2 separate regions of the Danio rerio genome follow, and region 1 is linked to region 2. The links are chromatin contacts, called in public Micro-C maps. All regions are on one chromosome and are shown on one strand. Each heading gives the region's core, a stretch centred on a gene start, on an enhancer-like site or on the middle of the called end of the contact. The rest is flanking DNA. Distances are from core to core; before and after follow the strand shown. Region 1 has its middle 90 kb from the start of lnx1. Region 2 holds the start of pdgfra (platelet-derived growth factor receptor, alpha polypeptide).

Region 1 (5,668 bases), core at 2,384-4,883, 100 kb after region 2:
GAAAATGTACGATTTTAAAAGGAAGTCATGGCACCCAACCCCAACCGCCATTAGGTGATGAGCAAATCGTACTAAATTGTACGAATAAGATTCATACAAATTAGCCACTAAATCAAAATTAATTTCCATGAGATTGCGATGGGTTTGGCATGCTGTCCCGGGAGAGAACCCTGAGCACGGAGATAGATGAGCCCAAGGTTCCTGCCTGTTCAATGAGCATTAGGAGGGATAGGAGATCACATATTTCTTGAGAGCTCCCAGTGCTATTGTTTGGCTAATTGGTGGTTCTGATTGATTCAGTATATATGTGTTAAGTGCATGTGACTGTTGTTACAATTTGCTTATGTACATATTTTTAGACTGTGGGAGGAAACCAGAGTACCTGGGGACAACCCACGCAAACACGAGGAGAACATGCAAACTCCGTGCAGAGAGTGCCGACTAGCTCAATTAGAACTTGAACCTTTGGCCCTCCCGCTGAGAGGCAGCAGCGCCAGCCTCTGAGCCGCCGTGTCACCCGATCATGGAATTGAGGGAAAGGATGAGGGTGGGGCTCCAAAGACGAAGATAGGGAATGAAGTTTAGGCAGGATATTTATAGTAGTTTAAGAATGATCTGATAGGCTAGCTAATGATTAGCAATAAGGATCAGCTGTAGTTGATCATATCAAGTGCTCCTCTCAAAATAGTTTGTGAAACTTCACTTCATAATGAAGCTAATTGAATCCTATGTGTTCACAAAGAACACTATGTATTATAGGCCCCGATTTTACCTTAGCATTGCACATTTTAACTCCATGTTTCTACTGAAATCCCTGAATTAAAGTATATTGTGATCTTAATAATGCACATAAGGTTCTTTCCACTTTCCCTGATAATTTTATGAGCTAAAAGACTGAAAAACATCCCTTTTATTGATTATCTCACACTGTCATTCATTATCACAAAGTCTATATTTTGATCACACTTTTGATGGTTCGTTTTAGTTGTATTTAAGTTACATTGCATCTACATGGCAACCCAATCTCATTAGATTATACATAGACTGTTAGGTTAGGGTTGGGGTTAGGGTTAGTGTAAGTTGACATGTATTTGCAAAGTTTCTTAGTAAATGTTTGTTGAAGGAGCAGTATCAACAGATATTAAGCAAACGGTCAACTAATACTCTAATGGACCATCAAAATAAAGTGTTACCGATATTTTTTTTAGCAATTTTTTATTGAATTTTTGAAAATGCAACAATTATAAAGCAATCAAACCTGCAACCTTCTTTAGATATGCCAATTTTAAAAAGCATTATGTAATCTGCCACAGAGCTTCTGATGTAACAGTATTAAGTAATGCATGCCTATACATTAAATGTCATGTCCCGAGAAAGATTACAGAAGATGTTCAATAATTGATGGCTCTGAGGGTTGAAATGACCTTGTCTTACTGTAAACATTGGTGAGTCAGCAGCACTGTAAGCTGTTCGTTTTAAAAACCTTTTACTATGTCCTACATTTAATTCAGGTCTGGTTCTTATAAGACAAACTCTGGGATGGGTTTGTATAATTGAAACTATGTAAAGACCAGCGCTGGCCATTAAATGAGAGCTGGCAGGTTGTCGATGTACTTTTTAGAGACGGAGGTTAAAGGGTCTGATGAGTCCAGCAGGGGGTGGATCTATTAACCTGCTGAAGGGGCTCAAATGACAAGTATTGTACAACCAGGAGAAAAAAGGAGACAAGATTAAGTAACAGAGACCCCACATGTGGAGTGTTGCACAGATATTTAAAAAGTGTATTGAGTGAAAAAATAATAAACTCTATATTATATATATATATATATATATATATATATATATATATATATATTGTAAAAATGGCTGTGCCTCATAAGTGCGATTCTAACCTCTGTCTCTTGTCCTTTATGATGAGGCACCCACACACACCAGACCACTTTACCTGAGTCCAGGATCCTGAGTCCAGGATCCGTGACTGTGCAATCTCCCCAGTAAAAAATGGATTTTCAGGTTTAGTGTAGCGGAACATGTAGACAGATGCTGAAGTTTGCGGTGAATAGTTCATGGACCGTTTTTATCACTGTTTGTCATCTGTTGCCACAAGTGTTGTGCGCACTGCGCCACTGAGACATAAATATACATTATCATCAATTTTAAAAACAATAACTCTACTTAGTATTTTTCGTGTGTGCAATCTCATTTTTTATATTCTTTAATATATATTTTTCTTCCCTTTTTTTTCGGCTTAGTGGTTCATTCCGCTGTTGCGACCCCTTATAAAACAGGGAATAATTTACGTAGTTTCTATTTAATATACACTACAAGCTGAAAGTTTGGGGTCAGTGGGATTTTTAAATGTTTTAAAATAAGCTTATCCTGCTCACCAAGCCTGCATTTATGTAATCAAAAATACAGAACAAAAGGTAAATTTGTAAAATGTTGTTGCATGTTGTTTGAAAGTAGTTTATAATTTAATTTAATTATTTATTCCAGTGATTTTAAATATGAATTTTCAGCTTGATTACTCCAGTCTTCAAAGTCGCAAGATCCTTTAGAAATCACTCTAATATTAATTATTATTATCATTATAATCATCATCATCATCATCATCATTATTATTATTATTATTATTATTATTATTATAAATGAAAATAGTACTAAAAGCAATAATGACTGGAGTAATAATTTAATTTGAAACTACAAACAATAAGAAAATGGTTATTTAAAATTGTAATAAATATTAAAAAATGAAAAACATTTATTTACATTTAATAAATGCTGCCTTGATGAACATAATAATCTTCTTTAAAAAAAAAAAAAAAAAAAAACATGAAAAAAAAAAAAACCTTTTGACCCCAAACTTTTGGCCGGTATAAAACTGTATATTTAAACTACAGTATCACTCACTCAACTTTCCTTTGACTTAGTGGCTCATTCCACTGTGGCGAGCACTGATAAAACATGGATTAATAATTTACACATTTTCTACTTAATATATATTTGATTAAAATAAATTCAATTACTTTATCAAATCAATCCTGTTGAGCTGAAAAAAAAAACAGTCAAAAAAAAATACGCTCAGAATAATTCTGTAAAACAATAAATACTTTTGTAAAAGAATCTGTTAATTACACCATTTTAAACAAGTAACCTTTACATTTTTGTTTCACTTTATTAGCAAGGCCAGACTGCAACTAAAACCTGTTTTGCATTTTTAACATTCCGACAACCACCCTATAATAACACAGGAAATGTCAATTTGTTCTTTTTATGTACTTATACAAAGTTTCCCCTACTTTCCCCTAACAGTGCATTATATATAACCATAAAACTGTTAGTTTTCCTCCACACACAGTAAGAGAACAATTTTAGCGTTTCTCCAGTCTGTGCAAACAGTTCATGTTTAATAAATGCAATGAATACCAATGCCAGTGTAAGTGCTTCACAACTAAAAACAAACCTTATTAAAAAAAGAACACGTTTGTGCTGCTAAAATGAGAAACGAAAATTTAGCCCCCGTGTGAATAACCACGCACTCATTCATATCCTCAAGATGAGCTTCAAGCACATGCGTGTGTTTATCTATGATTATGTGGCATGGCAGAACATGAAAGCATCATCTGCCTGTGCGTGTGCATGCAGGTTTGAGTGCTCGTTGACAGTTTGTCAGTAATGGATCATTAATGAAAGTGCAGCTGAGGAGTCACTGGACGCCTGAGGGAATGCTGGGAATAAACCACCAGTGACGCACTTTCTTGCACATCACAAAGACATGGGGGGTGCGGTTGGGAGGAGGGGGGTGTGTGTGTGGGGGGGGGGGGGGGGGGGGGGGGGGGGGGGGTTGTTGGTGTATGTAGGAGGCTGGAAAGATGTGAATGAGAAAGAGAGGTATAGAGAGAAATGTCAAAAATAGAGGAATGTTGTTGTTAGGAGCAATGTGAAAGGGAATGGATAGAAAGAGAGAGAGACATGGCCAGAGGTTTTTTTCTCTCCGGAGCATGAAGAACACTCAGATAGGATCAATTATTGACCAGACATCAGGCTTTTAGCTGTCAGATGCAAACGTTGCACTCTAAAAGACAGAGAGCGCATACAGGCAAGGAGAATGTGAAAGAGGGATCAGTCATCTTGTGCTGTTTTCTTCCATAAGTGGATGAGGAATGGATAATTAGGCTAATTTCATAGAGTTCAGCACAGGGCATTTTTCCTCCGTTGACATCTCCATGACACACGCACAAACAGTTTCCAGTCTAAACAAGTACATGCAATACACAGGGCTGGATCTCTGTTTTTACTCCAGTGAATATAATGGCTATTGGATTAGATTTAAATCAAACCAGTTTAGCCAGTTTTTATAAAGATATATATCCATGAGATTTCAAAAAGAAAGTACTTTTTTGTTGCTTACGTGACTTCACGATTCACATGATTTATAGTTTAGAAATACTGTGCCTTCATATCTACTGGCATTCATTAATAATGGATTGCAAAAATACAACAATAATATTTCAAATCTAGAAGTCTTAGTCTTTGCCATTGTAATGTCAATGTTTGCTTGAAGCATGAAATATTTATCATATGCTGGAGATTTGAAATGAATATGTCAATAATTGAACAATACATTTGCATGTTCACAAGCCTCTGCCAGTCAATTTTTTTTTTTTTTTTTTTTTTTTTTGTGATCTAAAACAAGTCAGATTACATTGCCTAAATGTAAATAAATACATTTACAGACAGAGAGAATCTAAAAAAAGTGATTTTTTGGGGGGAAAAAATAACAACTGTTTATGTAAGAGTGCAAATTATGCATTTGTTTATATTGCAAAAGATCTTTTTCACAAAGAATAGTTTATACAGATTCCAAAGGCAGATTCAGGGATCTGATAAGATCAGGGAGTGCTTAATATGTGTGGACTTTGGAAGTTTTATGATATGGTCACATGTTGATTGGTCAGTTTGTATGTCTCAGTATTTGGGCTTTGGTTACATACTCAAAAAGATACAAAATAGGTGGTAGATTTTGCTCGGCCTCTTTTCATGCTCTGTGCTTTTGCTGCTCTGCTCCTCTCCTGCTCTGGAGTCCATCTTTTCTGGCTCTATTGGGTACAATTTGTATCAAATGTTTTTATCATTTCATGGTTTATCATTTTATACAGTTATTTTGTACTAATTCAGTTGTAACCATAGCAAATTAATAATATCAAGTGAAGTTTATTTATAAACTAATTTTGAGAGGATCCCGTGCTTATAACTGCGCGTGGTTGGTCCCGCATTATACAAGTTATGATTCACCAATCAGACGATCCCTAAGCCACTATAAATACTCTAAGTTTCATATAACAACCATCTTTGTTTTGACTAATCCCCCCTTCTACCCCTACTCCTCCTCCTTTCCTATATGGGTGGCATGGTGACCCAGTGGTTAGCACTGTTGCTAACAACATCCTTACATCCTTACATCACCTAGCGAACCTTCGTATATACACATCAGTTTTAGGAGTGAGCGCAGGCTTTGTATTTTTCTGTTTGGTTAAGTTTAGAGTAGGTAATTTAGGACGTGTAAATGCCAAAGACTTGCTTTCGATTATTTTGTTTTCACTCAGGTAAAAGGGTTATACGAAGTTAGTTTTATTTTTTTATTTATTTTTTGTTTTGTTTTTTTCAG
Region 2 (5,704 bases), core at 1,712-4,211:
AAGAAGAAAAAGAGGTAACCATTTAAAAACCATAAAGAAAATATGAAAATCAGATTTTAAAAAACGACAAAGAAACTAAATAATGTAAAATTTAAGTTCAAACTATTTTTGTGTAAGCTCTGGGTTGTACAAAACACAGTGGAATGAACCGCTAACTTATCCAGCATGTTTTACAGAGTGGATGCCCTTCCAGCTGCAACCCAGTACAGGGAAACATCCATACACACATATACACTACGGCTGGTTTATTTTATTCAATTCACCTATAGCGCATGTAAATTGGACTGTGAGGGAGCACCCTGAGGAAACCCATGCGAACACGGGGAGAACATGCAAACTCCATGCAGAAACGGCAACTGACACAGTTGGGACTCCAACCACCAACCTTCTTGCTGCGAGGCGACAGTTCTAACCACTGAGCCACCGTGTCGCTCACAATTTGACTGATTTAATACAAAAAAAATGAAGTTTTCCAAAGCACGTTACACTATATAGACACAACAACAAATGACGTTGTACTGTATTGATCTCTTACTCAATGTAAATGATGAAGTTCTGTGCAGAAACAGCTCAGGTAGCATGAAGAGATCTTTGAATCATCGGCAGCAGAAAGTTTTGGAAAGGTTCAGTGCCAAGACATAAAAGGTCTTTAAAGAGTCTGGACGCTGTTCAGTCTGTAAACGGACGCCAGACTTTTTTTCAACTTAGCACAGTCAGCTTTATTTGACCACCAGGTGGAGACACAGTACACATTTTCCCCAAGCGAGTACAAGCAGCAGTTTCGGCTGTTCCAAATTCTTCCTTTTCTCTTTCTTTTTAAAAGTGTTTTACCCTATATAGGAAAAAAATACGCCTTTCAAATTTTGTTTGACACTTATAATAGTTAATATCAGGATTGAGATTGTGCATACCCTTAATGCGACTTCGAGCGCGCACAATGAGGTGACGGTTTATTGGTTATTTTTTCTCCATCTAAATTATTCTGTTGCACAATTAAATTTGATCGTCTGAATTTAAAACATATATTCCAACTTAGACTAACGTGGACAAATAACGATTACATTGATGTAACAGAACTTTTGGATTTAGTTTTCCTGTGATTTCAAAAGACCAGTCACTAGTTTAAGCGCTTGTTTCTAATCAGACATTCCGCGCGCGCGTGTTTTATCTCTGTCTGATGCTCGGACCCCTGGGTTCCATCAGCGCTCCAGCAGACAGTCAATGCCAATCAGTCTGAAGTGGTTAGCTCTGCAAAAACTCAGTTATATCCGGATGAAATGTTATATTTATTAAAATGTAGTTTTCTGTAAATTTGTTTAAAACTAATTAAAAACTGAGCAAATATTTTAGATCCATTTAGTTTAAAAAAAATGGTTCAGCAGTTTTTCAAAGTGAAGGGGAAAAGCTCAAAGCAAAGGGGGGAAAGAGTTTTACAGCCCAGCGAAGTTCCCGTTTGCTCGTGTCATCCCTCTCAAGCCAGTTATCCTTGGTGAATCCGGGGGTGTCGAGTAAGACTGTAATTAGTCGACCCCTTTCTGTGCAGAGTCCATCGGATTGCCGTGGGAATCCTTTGTGTAATGGCAGACTGGTGCGCGTTTGGTACCGCTCATCTGCCCAGCCAGCGGTGTCGGGAGCGTCCGCACATATTCGGCGCGCACCCCCCATCGCAAGGCGCCCACACACGCACACATAGATGCGCAACTGGCTGCCAAACACAACCCATCCGCTGTGCTTGACACTTTCGGGCAACAGCTGAGCGAGGGGTGCCGTCCAGCACCTGGTTAGTTCACGCGTAAAAGCGATTTCCATGAGAATAAAAGAAAGCGGTGTAAAATGAGGAGACGTTCATAAGTCCAGTATAAAAGCAGGAAGGGGCGAAAAAAATAATGATTAAACATTTTCCAGTCTTATTACAATAACAGCCAAGCAACACAGTCTCATCAGTCCTTGGTAAATACTACAAAAAATTGCATTAAGTTAATCCAGATGTGAGAGAAGTTTCCCATTCATGCAGCTTCATCATCATCGACTTGGGCTTCAGCGCAGAACGCGGCAAATAAGTTTGCCAAACTTTCCTTCTACTTCTCCATCGCTATTTGCAACACATACATATCCTTTCAGAAGACTACTAATCCATTAAGTGGTATTCCAGTATAGAAATGGTCATCCGATTAATATTTTAAGGCACAAAGAACTCTCCAATTCCAGTCAGAAATGTGTTTGCCATTAGATGCCAGCGGAGCGCCTCTCCACGGGCTGAGACACCCCCAGCTGCGCGCCTGCGGCTCCAACTGAGATCCAGCACAACCAGGCTTTAACTTTACGGGATAACGCTGTTCCTTGGATGGGACATAATCCTGCTCGATGCAAAAGTGTCCAGAATAAAAAGAAAAATCTTTTCTTTTTTAGGTAAAAAAACGTACGTGTCCATTGTGAGCATTGATGGGAAAAATACTTGAACATGATTATTTATAAGTAAAAACCTTTTTAACAAGTTATCAAATCGAATGTTTTTATTTATTTATTTATTTATTTGCATGCATGTTTAATTTATCTTTACTGGTCGTTTCAGAGATAGAGAAAACTAATTAATAAAAACCTCAACTGTTAAAAAAAGAAATCAAGAACACATTTAATTAGTCTAATCCTGAGTAAGTGCAATTATGTTCAGAGGTTCAACCGTTTTCGAGGGAACTTTGCATGAACGAAAATACAAAAGAAACTAATTAAACTAATTGAAACATACAATACCTTTTTAATCCCTTTTGGTTGTTCCCTTTGATAAAAAAGAACAGCCAAAATGAATGGCAAAGCTCTTGTAAAATACTCTAATAAGCCCAAGGGTCCTCAGTTGTAAAGCAGTAGTAATCCTTTCCCTTGTGCTGCGCTCCTCCGTCCTGCTCCACGGCCACTCACACAAATGCGCCTCTGCAACAGCAACCTGTAATTGATTCAATGCTACAGTCCATCCTTCCCAGAGAACTAATCATCTGGCTCAAAGTAAATAACTCTCAGGAAACTGCCCCTCCTCTCTCTCCCTCTGCCCCAGGCGTCTTTTCAAAATAAGAGTCCGTGTTTTCACACTGCGGCTCCGAAGAGGAGTCAGATTTCTCCGTGCTCTGCAGTTCTGAAGGAGGTGCATGAAAAGAGGTTGAGCGGGGAAGAAAAGGACCATATGTTTTTGTAAAGTCTAAGAGGGGCCCTTTTGGAATAAAGGGATCTTTTTGCGGGGACAATGAAGTCAAGTGACCCATTAAAAGTGTTTTTATACAGGCTTAGGTAGGAAAGAAATCAAGGAATTGGGAATGCACAATTACATTCGGTAACTAGATTAACCTTGTCATCACGCTCCATTCTTCACGCTCAGCTTTTAGATGATTGTGCTTTTCAGTGCTTCATGCTGCTGCTGCTGCAGTTTTGCGCATTGTTTTGTGGATCTTGATTTAAAATTACTCACACTTGTATTGTGTGGTTTCTGACTTTGGAGTGCACGCAAGATGGCACACTAAATATAGGCTATGTGATGAAATTATGTGATTATGAGATAATAATGGATAGTATGGTTAATAATGCTAATAATTTAGCGTCGAGTACAGTGTGTTTCTGAAATAGCTCATTCAGCAGAAAAAAATTGGGGGTCCATCAAAGGCGCACGCGTATTTACGCAGGGGGCGCTCTAACACAAGAAACACATTTAGTGGTTCTCGTTTTAATCTCTCTCTCTCTCTCTCTCTCTCTCTCTCTCTCTCTCTCTCTAATTTATTACAGCGTAGTTTTGAATAAATAACATCAAAGACATATGCTATATAATTTGTATTCGATATCTGAAAGTTTAGTCAAACTCTTACTAACAACAACATCTTTTTCTGTTTTCTTTCCCTTTGGCTTTTTTTAAGACATGGCAGGCTGCAGATAATGGCTCATTATGAATTAGTACCCTACGCGACGCAGCACACGGTGATTTGCAGCTCTGTGCAGATGAGTGAGCCGGCATGTGGTGAGTGAAGCCCCGGGGCAAGCTTGGCCCCCTCTAGCCCTCGCTGCTCTTCCTGCAGCCTTGCAGCTCACCCTCGCAGAGAAACACACATCTCCAGTTGCTCAGCACAATTATTTCCACATGTTCGTGCCGCCCGGTCGCTCAAAAGAACAGAGTCCCTTGTTCTGGAAACAAAAGACTCTAATCTCTGAGACTAAAACTGAAGCATTCAGAAATAGCGGCGATCGGTGCTTAGTTTGGAATCCGTTAAATGCACTGAAATGAGCAAAAGCAAAAATTTGCTGCCAATAAGCACAATTCCACAGGTATAATTAAACTGCTGTTGTATGTTGTTTTTAGGGTTTCTGCATAACTGTTTCCAAAAGTTATAAGCCAAAAAGATGCTGAGCGAGCTAAAGTATCCAGAAAGGAACTTTTCAATTCACATCTTAAAATGCAATTAATTACTCTAATTAAACTAATTAATTTTAAAAAACTTTAATAGCCCATAATTAAATATGGGCCTTTAGTATTTTTTTTAGTATAAAAGAAATTTCCAGCTTAAACTGTCATAAATTGAACATTTTATTGTTATTATCATTATTATTATTATCATTATCATCATCATCATAATTATTAGCCTATGTAATTGCACACAATCCAATTTTTTTCTCAAGCTTTATATATATATATTAATATATATATATATATATATATATATATATATATATATATATATATATATATATATATATATATATATATATATATATATATATATATATATATATATGGGTAATATGATTTTTCCTTCCAAAGTATGCTTTACTGTAAAGTAAAAATCAAAGCCATAAATATAAAGTTGTGTTTCAAATTAGAGGTTATGTTTTCTTTAGGCGCAGTACTGAACATTACCGCTAGATCAATACATAGTTTCTGATTCGTTTCCAATGCGGTGATTTTTGACAGCGATTCTGAAACTGTTTGGTAAGATACAAGCTGTCAGTTAAAGCAGCTACATCGTCTAACCACTCTTATAAAGTCGTTAACAACATTATAAGTAGCTTGTTATTAGATATAAAATATTTGGTGCTAGTGGTTTATGGAAGCTATTTTTATTTATTTATTTATTTATTTATTTATTTATTTATTTGTTTGTTTGTTTGTTTGTTTGTTTGTTTGTTTGTTTGTTTGTTTGTTTGTTTAAAGCACCAAACCAATATGTTGTTAAGTATTCCACATTCGGTCATGATGTGTCTGTTTGATCGGAACTCAGCTGAGAAGAATGTCCAGTATGCGCGAGCGGGCGGGAGAATGCGAGTCAGCTTCGGGACACCAGTACTTCAGTCGACTCGACCTCCTTTTAGTTTGACTGACGCCAAGACGAATAAATCACTTTTACAGGCATATGCTCACACAGAGAGAGACATTTCTGATGTTTCGACGGAGGGTCCTTTTTAAAGAAGGAAAAGCTGTTTACCTACATCTACAGGGAACTATTACCACATGGTGGCGTATATGTCCGTTCCTTCTCTGGGAGACCCTGCATTCATCTCTCTCCTGTTGGTTATTCAAGTCCATTCCCTAAAAGACAATCAAAGAGAGAGAGAGAGAGAGAGGGGGGGGGGGGGGGGGGGGGGGTAAAAAGCCCTATGGGGATAATATAAACGGAATCGAAGAACAAACCACATCAAAAATAATGGCTTTAACTTTATTAGCAACAAGATA

What was found. A called contact is a pair of places that touch in the nucleus more often than the background predicts.
Region 1: a contact with region 2 is called in a Micro-C map of caudal fin, with 2.6 times the contacts expected there. The contact joins the enhancer-like site here to the promoter of pdgfra in region 2. A contact is called at or near these places in 2 of 18 Hi-C or Micro-C datasets (caudal fin and an unstated tissue).

The regions. Positions count from the first base shown.
Region 1 is chr20:25,124,183-25,129,850 of GRCz12tu, forward strand. No RefSeq gene overlaps it. Among named protein-coding and RNA genes, the nearest start is that of lnx1, 90 kb to the right of the region's middle. Within about 2 kb of position 3,634, at least 13 of the 62 cell types and tissues checked have an H3K27ac peak or open chromatin away from gene starts, as enhancers often do. A contact at or near this core is called in caudal fin, where this site is marked.
Region 2 is chr20:25,023,233-25,028,936 of GRCz12tu, forward strand. pdgfra (platelet-derived growth factor receptor, alpha polypeptide) reads right to left here and starts at 2,962. Exons shown (of 29, transcript NM_131459.3): 1 at 2,752-2,962. LOC141379564 (a long non-coding RNA gene) reads left to right here and starts at 3,122. Exons shown (of 3, transcript XR_012396420.1): 1 at 3,122-3,322; 2 at 3,897-3,997.